2 separate regions of the Triticum aestivum genome follow, and region 2 is linked to region 1. Evidence: chromatin contacts called from public Hi-C data. All regions are on one chromosome and are shown on one strand. Each heading gives the region's core, a stretch centred on a gene start, on an enhancer-like site or on the middle of the called end of the contact. The rest is flanking DNA. Distances are from core to core; before and after follow the strand shown. Region 1 holds the start of LOC123080052 (probable inactive receptor kinase At2g26730). Region 2 holds the start of LOC123080054 (sister chromatid cohesion 1 protein 4).

Evidence for each region. A called contact is a pair of places that touch in the nucleus more often than the background predicts.
Region 2: a contact with region 1 is called in a Hi-C map of leaf, with 4 times the contacts expected there. The contact joins the promoter of LOC123080054 here to the promoter of LOC123080052 in region 1. A contact is called at or near these places in 2 of 5 Hi-C or Micro-C datasets (both in leaf).

What each region holds. Positions count from the first base shown.
Region 1 is chr3D:507,354,312-507,358,555 of IWGSC CS RefSeq v2.1, forward strand. LOC123080052 (probable inactive receptor kinase At2g26730) reads left to right here and starts at 2,538. Exons shown (of 2, transcript XM_044502911.1): 1 at 2,538-4,028. The coding sequence starts at 2,612.
Region 2 is chr3D:507,502,901-507,506,937 of IWGSC CS RefSeq v2.1, forward strand. LOC123080054 (sister chromatid cohesion 1 protein 4) reads left to right here and starts at 2,516. Exons shown (of 15, transcript XM_044502913.1): 1 at 2,516-3,087. The coding sequence starts at 2,964.

The sequences.
Region 1 (4,244 bases), core at 1,288-3,787:
GTGGTCACCTATTCGATGGACCCTACCAAGAAGTTTAGAAAACAAGTTTCTCAACATATTTTATTCTACCACAACCGCTCCCTAGAAATGACTGATGGGGTCACTCAATTTCTTTATTCCTTAGAGGCTGCCTCCAAGCTAAGAGGGGATGCTAGCAATTTCGGACTAGAGGCTGGGGTTTGCAATGTATGGAGGCTGCCTCTAAGAGGAGAGAGAATGCTTAGAGGCAGCAAAAACCATACATTATGGCTGCTTTAAGGGCATCTTCAACACTGATCCCATATCTTTTTCTGTATCCGTTTGCGGACCATGGAGGGATCAGGCTATCCAAAGCTAGCCGCATATATCCGGTTACATTTCAAATGAATTTTACCAAAAATGACCAATTTTGATTCAAACCCAAACAAACCGAACGATATTAATTTAAATTAGGATAATTTTACGTAAAATCGGAAGATATTTGAGCTAAAAACCTTTAAAAAAACCTAAGCCTACACTACCCCTACCTCGTAGGCCATGCCGGACTGGCTGGCTGCTCCTTCGTCATCGTCGCCTCAGCCATCGTCGGAGTCGTCGTCATCGGGCTTTGGACGGCGGAAGGGCGCTACAGGGCTTCCCGACAGCAGCCTGACGCTCACGAATGATCCTCTCCGCTTCCTCCCGCTTCTTGCGCAGTGCGGCCGCGGCCACCGACGACGTGGGTGGGGGAGAGGGGGAGGGAGATGGGCCTTGGAGGAGGCGACGGCCTCGCAGAGAGACCACTCCTCCCGTACTTGGCCATTTTCCCATCAAGCCGGCAGGGACGACACTTGCTTGTCTCCGCCACCGTCTTGGAGTGGTCCATGGCCCATGCATATGCCAGCTCCGGGTCCACCGCGATGTGCGGCGGTGGGACGTCGGAGTCCACGAACTCTGACCGGCGTGTCACGTTGTGCCTGTCCCGCCATCGCCGCTTCCTGTCGGCGTACTCCACCGCCCTTAGGGCGCTCCAGGAGGGCAAGCTACTGCTGTCGTCGCCGAGGTAGTGGCGAAGATGACCGCACTCCTTTACGGCGATCGCATGGTGCAGGGGCGGTGGCGAGCGCCGCTCGTCCTTGACGCGGTCGGGCAACGGAGAGCGCCCCTTCTCCTTCACACGCCGGGGCGGCGGCAAGAGCCGCTCCTCCCTGACGCGGCGCGGGAAAGGCGGTGAAAGAGGATCCTCCTTGACGCGGCGTCCTATTTGGAGCCGCGGTTGTGCAAGGGAGAGTGGGGAAGGGACGCGATATCCGACTTGATGCGGAGGAGCGTCTCCGATGGCGCTGCCGGGCCGTTGACGTGGAGGACGGAGCGGCGGAGCATGACCTCCATCTGCTGCTCGTACTCCTTGTCTGTGGCAGCGTAGACGGCGCCCTGCGTCGCCATCTGCTGCTGCGACGGCTGGTCCTCCTCGTCGCTGGAGGAGATAACTATCTCCTCTTCGCCGAGGAGCCGGCCGCCGATGAGGAAGACGACCTCGGAGTTGAGGGCAGCGTTGGCACGAACCTTCGGAGCCCGTTCCGGAGCCGCCTCCTACCGCTGCTGAGGCTCATGACTTGCCCATCACCGGAGTTGTGAAGGAAGAGCGGATGTGAGGATGAGGATGTGCGGAGCGATGCGGTGAGTGCGATGTGAACGATGCCGAAGCACGGCTTATATAGCCTCATCCAGGCCATGCGAACGGACGGTCAACCGCTTCAATGCGGCGTAGCGGCCGAATTTGATTCCTCGGGAAGGTGTGTCCGCATTGAAGCGGCGGCTCCCGAAAGATCGCGCCATCCTCCCATCCGGTCACATCACGCAACATCAATGTCAGCCGTTGTGTGCTCTGGCTGCCATTGATGCGGCGCGTGCATCAGACAGAAAACGCGGGAGAGACGGGTGAGGTTGTTTTATGGGCCAGGTTAGTCAGACGTGGACGTGGGAGTGGTCCGGACGTCCGCAAAGCCCCTCCCACTTTGTCTCCGGTTTGCGAAAAAAATACGTTCGAACCACCGAGCGGATTGATATAGGACTGCGTTGGATGACAAAACACGTCCGGACCGCACTAGGAATGCCTTTGCGTCGACCACCCCCTCTGTATTGCCCGTTTTCATCGATGATAGTGAAAACTGGGAGCGTGATGCTCCCCAATTCGAAAAAAAATGTTACCCCGATCCCACTTGCAATCATGCCGTGGGCAAAATAAGATGGAAAAAATGATGGCATAAACGGCATTGTACGCGGCTCACTCGATCCTGTCTCCGCGACATGCGTAGTAGAGTGGACATCATGCCAGATTGCCATGCATGCATGCATATGATCCACCGCTTACTTACGATCCAAGCCAAGCCCGGATCCGAGGAGAATGTTCCTAACGGCTAACGCTCTTCATCCATGGCGCGCACGTGCAAATGGCGGCAGCGCCACTTTCTCTGTCTCCACTCTGTCGGCAACAGGGTCAGCCTATAACCACATGAAACTCCAGATCCTATGCCAAGCTAGGCAACCCAGCGTGTACATAAGACACGGGACATAGCTCGCTCCCATCCATACACCCTGAACCTGTGGCACTCAGTGTAGCTCGCTCGCGAGCCAAGCAAGCGCCTCTCATATGCCGAGGCCGCGTCATTCCGAGCCGTGGCCGCAGCACATCGTCAGACTTGCCAAGCGGCGGCGCACGCGTACACAGATGGCCGCGATCCCACCACGAACGTCGGTGCTGCTGCTGGCGCTGGCCGTCGCCGCTCTCGGCTGCCACGCCGTGGAGCCGCCGAAGCAAGAGCGGACGGCGCTGCAGTCCTTCCTCGCCGCCTTGCCGCACGAGCGCGATCTGGGCTGGAACTCGCCGTCCGCGCCCTCGGCGTGCCTCTGGCCCGGCGTCGCCTGCGACGCGAGCAACGCCACGGTCGTCGCCGTCCGCCTCCCCGGCGTCGGCCTCGCCGGTGCCCTCCCCGCCGGCACGCTCGGCGAGCTCCGGGGCCTCCGGAAGCTCTCCCTCCGCAACAACCGCCTCTTCGGCCCCATCCCCAAGGACTTCTTCGCGCTGCCCCTGCTCCGCTCGCTCTACCTCCAGGGGAACCGTCTCTCCGGCTCCATCCCGCCCGAGGTCGCCGGGCTCGCGGCGCTCTGGCACCTCGCGCTCTACGACAACCACCTGTCCGGTGAGATACCGGCCGCGCTCGACGGCCTGAGGGAGCTACGGTTGCTTAGGCTCGACGGCAACCGCCTCTCCGGTGGCCTTCAGAGCCTGAGCGGCCTCCAGCGGCTCAAGGTGTTTAATGTCTCGGACAACCAGCTCGCCGGCGCCGTCCCGCCCTCCCTCGCGAACTTCTCGCTAGAGTCATTCGCCGGCAACCTTCGGCTCTGCGGCGAGCCCCTCGACCGGCCATGCCCGTCCCCCGGCGGCGGAGTCGTCCCACCGGTGCAAGAGAAGAAGAGGAAGCGGCTCTCCGGCACGGCGGTCGCGGCCATCGCCGTGGGCGCCGCGGCTGGCGCGCTGCTCGTTCTCATCCTGCTCGTGCTCTGCTTTGTCCGCCGCCGCCGGGACGACGCGGCAGCCAGCGGCGACGACAGGAACAAGGCGCCCACGCCGGCGACGCCGGCGAGAGGGCACACGCTGACGCCGTCGACGGTGTCAGGCGAGATGACCGACCTGACGTCTTCAAAGGAGATACCCTCGGCGGCGGGCGGCGGCGCGGCGGAGATGATGAGGAGCCGGCTGGTGTTCATGGGCGGCGGCGGCTACAGCTTCGACCTGGAGGACCTGCTGCGGGCGTCGGCGGAGGTGCTGGGGAACGGCGTCGCGGGGCCGACGTACAGGGCGACGCTGGAGGACGGGACGACGGTGGCGGTGAAGCGGCTGAAGAACGTGGCGGCGGAGCGACAGGAGTTCGCGTCCGCCGTGGAGACGTTGGGCCGGGTGCAGCACCGCAACCTGCTCCCCGTCCGCGGCTACTACTACTCCAGCGACGAGAAGCTCCTCGTCGCCGACTTCCTGCCCGACGGCAGCCTCTCCGCCGCGCTCCACGGTCAGTCCCCTGCTCTATCCGGCTATCTCCTCTCACCACATCATTAGCTCACAGTGACATTGCCATTAGTTACTGCATTGATCGCTGCTGGCTAGCTCGTTTTGACCGCCATTGCCGTGGTTTGCATCGATCAAAAGGAGGAATGAAGTGAAACTCCGGTCGATTACTCAGGGGGACAGCGACGTTTGCGCGTCTGTCCGGCATTTTTCCTGGTTC
Region 2 (4,037 bases), core at 1,266-3,765, 150 kb after region 1:
AGGGCCTAATACATTTTTTGAGGTTGTCGCTGACTATTGAGAAGATTAATAATATTTAAGATGTATAATGTGAAAATTATATCATTAGAAGCTCCTTTCATGTACGAGTTTGATGATGTACTTTGTGTAACTTGCATGTCATATATTATTACTCTAACATGTGGTCAAAGTTAGCCTCGAAAAATGCATTAGGCCCTATATACATGGAAGGAGGGAGTATCAAACTACCGGACTACTAAACACTTTGCTGCAGATAAATATTTTTCTAGGTCTGGTTGAATTGACAACTCAATTGCTAAGACATATAAATATTCTTTGGCTCCCTTTGCGTCGAATCAATAATTTTTGGGTGAAATACTACCCTTAAAGACTGTTGTGATTCCCTATACTTGTGGGTCTTCATGAGGGCCTGATGAGAATACGGTGAGCCATTTGTGGCGCTTCGAGAGCATTGTGCCTCCACACCGCTCTAACGGAGGTTAACGGCCGCAAGGGTGTGAACTTCGGGATACATCATTGTTTCTACGTGCCTCGGTTATCTCTTACCTGAGTTCTTTACTTATGCACTTACTTTGTGATAGCCATCATACTTCAAGTTATATATCTTGCTATCACATACTTGATTATCTTGTTTAATTAGCATAATTTGTTGGTGCACATAATTGAGCCAGCTTGTTTAGGTTTTGTGCTTGTCGTAACGTTAGTTTTATTTCACATTTATTCAAGCCTAAACCGAAATGCCTACTCACCCCCTCTAGGTGACATTCACGTCCTTTCAACGTGCCTCTGTCCTAGATAGCCCGGCGGGAAACCGATCGACCATGAACTCGCCACAGATGCTAGCCCGAATGGTCTGATGTGCAAACTGAGCGATCCTGGACTTGTCGTGGATGCTAGCCCGAACAGTCCGGCACCAAACTGAGCGACCTTGGACCTGAGCTTGGACGGTCCAATGGGAGCTCAGTTCGTGCTGGCCCATCTTGCACGTTCGGGACGTTCCGGGTTGTCGAGAGCTACACTTTAAAAGGGAGAACAACTAGGATTTTTGGCATTTCGTCTTTGAAATTTCTAGTGAAGAGAAAGGCTATGTGGTGTAGAGGTGTTTCGAGGAAGGACTAAATCAACTAAATCCCCTATTAAATAGCGCGGGATTCCTAAGCTCAAGAAAAGCAAATAAACACTATAAAATAACATGCGTTAAAAGACGCTTGAGTTTTCTTCCACTTTTTTGACGTTCACGACAACCTTCACAAACTGATACTAAGATCTGCTCATCATTTTAGTGGGCTCATTAGTCCATTTGTATGTCAACATTAATACCAAATCTTTCACGGGTCATGCGTCTAACGTCCAGGCCAAATCTACAAGGTACCGCAAAGTATACGGTTATACATGCCCTTGGTGCCCTGTTGACTTGCTACCAATGCCAAGTGCTCCCCTTCGTTTCTTCTTACTATGCGTATAAAGTTTGTTTGAATCAAAACTATGTAAAGTTCCATCAATTTCATCTTAGAAAATATTGACATTTGCATTGAAAAAGTTATATAGCATAAAAATTAATTTCATGATGCATCTAAATGATATTTTTCTTATATAGTTGATCAATTTTTTTTGACTTCTGACAAAATTTTATATGCAAACTACAGAGAAACAGAGGGGGTGGTAAAAAGACACAACACATGCTCCAAACCCCACTGGCACACTTATCTCGGACCCGTAACGGCCGACAAGGCGTCAATGCTCGCTCGCCTCGATTCACCAAGGCACTCCGCTAGGCACGCGGACGCAAGGTTAGACCGAGAAAGGCGAGCGATGCATTTAAGAAGCGGGGCGAGAAACCTTTTCTCCGGAGCAAGACATTTTTTCGCCATCGCAAACGTCATTAAGATGAGTGAAAATCACTCGTCTTAATTACTTGCACTTCTAGAAGTATATCTGGCCTCTGGGCAGGAAATTAATCCAAGCATTTGTTCAAAATTCACTTGCCCCGTCTCAATTACTTCACCTTGGGATTTCTGGCCTCCTGGCCGAAAACTGATCCGAACATTCCTGCAAGATTCACGCCTTTGTCTTGACCACTAGCATTTCCATATCCGGCCTCTGTGCCGGGCCGGAGGGACTACGTGGCTGGCACGAACCAGTTAGCCGAAAACAGGCGCCTGAACCGGCCTGAAGCAGTAGTAGCTTCCATTGCACGGCGCGAGACGTGCGTGCCGCTGTCCCGATACGACACGACCCCCCCCCACGACACGGTCGCACGGACGCGATACCCCGCGTCGCCGGATCCGACGGCGGCCACACGACCGCACGATATTCTCTCGCGGTTTTCTCGCCCTGGCAACCGCACATTTATTACCAACTCGCCTGTTTTACACTACGCCCCCTAGACTATCCCGCAACGAACAGAAACACCCCCGATACAGGCAGCGCGAGAGCCCAAATGTAATTTATAAACTCATCGGGGGTGCGGCGGCGAAGCGTGTAGCACTTTTGCTTCGTCGAGCTCTCTCTCCCCTCACACAGCAGGTCGCTCGCCCACACACTGTCAAGTTCAACTCCCCGCTCCGCTCCCCCAAAGATTCCAAATTTTCCCAAATCGCTCGCCTCAATCGCCCGCGCCCCCGCCGAATCCCCAGATCCCCACCTCCTCCCGCGCGCCCCGGCCCCCAGCCCCGCCCAATTCTAGGGTTCCCCACCCGTACGCCACCAGATTAGGGTTTCCATCTCGCATTTCGCCCTCCCGGAGCTTCCCCTTCCGGGCGATTGGAGCCGGAGACGAGCGTCTGGCCGCGGCGAGCTGCGGGTTCCCTCTGCCTAGGGCCTGGATTTCCGGCGGCGGGGGGGATGTCGTGAAGGCGGGAGCTTGCTTGCTCTTCCCTGTCCGTCGGGGAGCTGAGGTGAGCTGAGCTCAGGTTAGGGTTTCGTGCTCCGCTCCGTCTGAGTGCCGCGGAGGGGAGCCGGAGATGTTCTACTCGCAGTTCATCTTGGCCAAGAAGGGCCCCCTCGGGACCATATGGATCGCCGCGCACTTGGAGCGGAAGCTGCGCAAGAACCAGGTCACGGACACGGACATCGGCGTCTCCGTAGGTGGGTGGTTTCCGCTGCCTCACAAGCTCTTTCGGATCTGCCATGCAGAGTGGCAGAAAAATATGCTCTTTTGCTAACGCTCATTTCATTGCTGCTGTATCTGTCAACACTTAAAATTTGCCATATTTGGCGCGTTTATGGCGTTGATGTATGCTTATTGCCTAGTTATTGCTTAGTTATTGCTAGTGGATTAGTAAATATGTTACCTTTTTGCCGGCTGCTAGCCTAACCAGCTCCCAGTCGTCGCCAGCGGATGTGTGATTAGTTGCTGAGCATGCCAACAAGCAGTTTTTTTTTGTATATGCTCGACTGCTGGATTACTGGTATTGCACTACATGGTATTTATCTCCTTGCTACTGTCTGAGTAGTACGTAGAAGTTTTCTACCCATTTGAGTTGTTTGTTAAGTAATGTTAACGGTTCAGGTGCATTTCTATATAGTCTCGTCGATGGGATCTTGAAAAGAGCCATGCTTTTAGAGCTTTCCTATTGTGGTTCATTGCTTTCTAGGGGTGAAAGGAAATGTCACCTTGATCCTCACTAGTCGCTAGGTCACCAAGAGTTACAAAGATCTAAGATTTTTGTATTTACAGCTACTGGTGGACTTTTAAAGTCTTATCATAATGGTTAGGTAAAGCTTATAGTCCGAGAATGTTAGCAGCTTCCTGAGGCCTCGTGTCTCATGTGTACTTGTCTACCGGCTATGGTCTAAGGATAATAGTTCACCTTTCTAGGCACCTCATGCCTCATGTGTACTGTCTACGGTCTATGGTCTAACGATAATAGTTCACCTTTGTAGGCAGACTACTGCTTGACTAGTTGTTGTGTTTTGTCGTATCTGTTTTGGGGAAGTGTATTTATGCATTTTACATACGATGAGTAGTGATATTACAAAACTCACACGTGCTGACCATGATTGGAAACATACACATGAGAGTTTTCTTCAGCGTA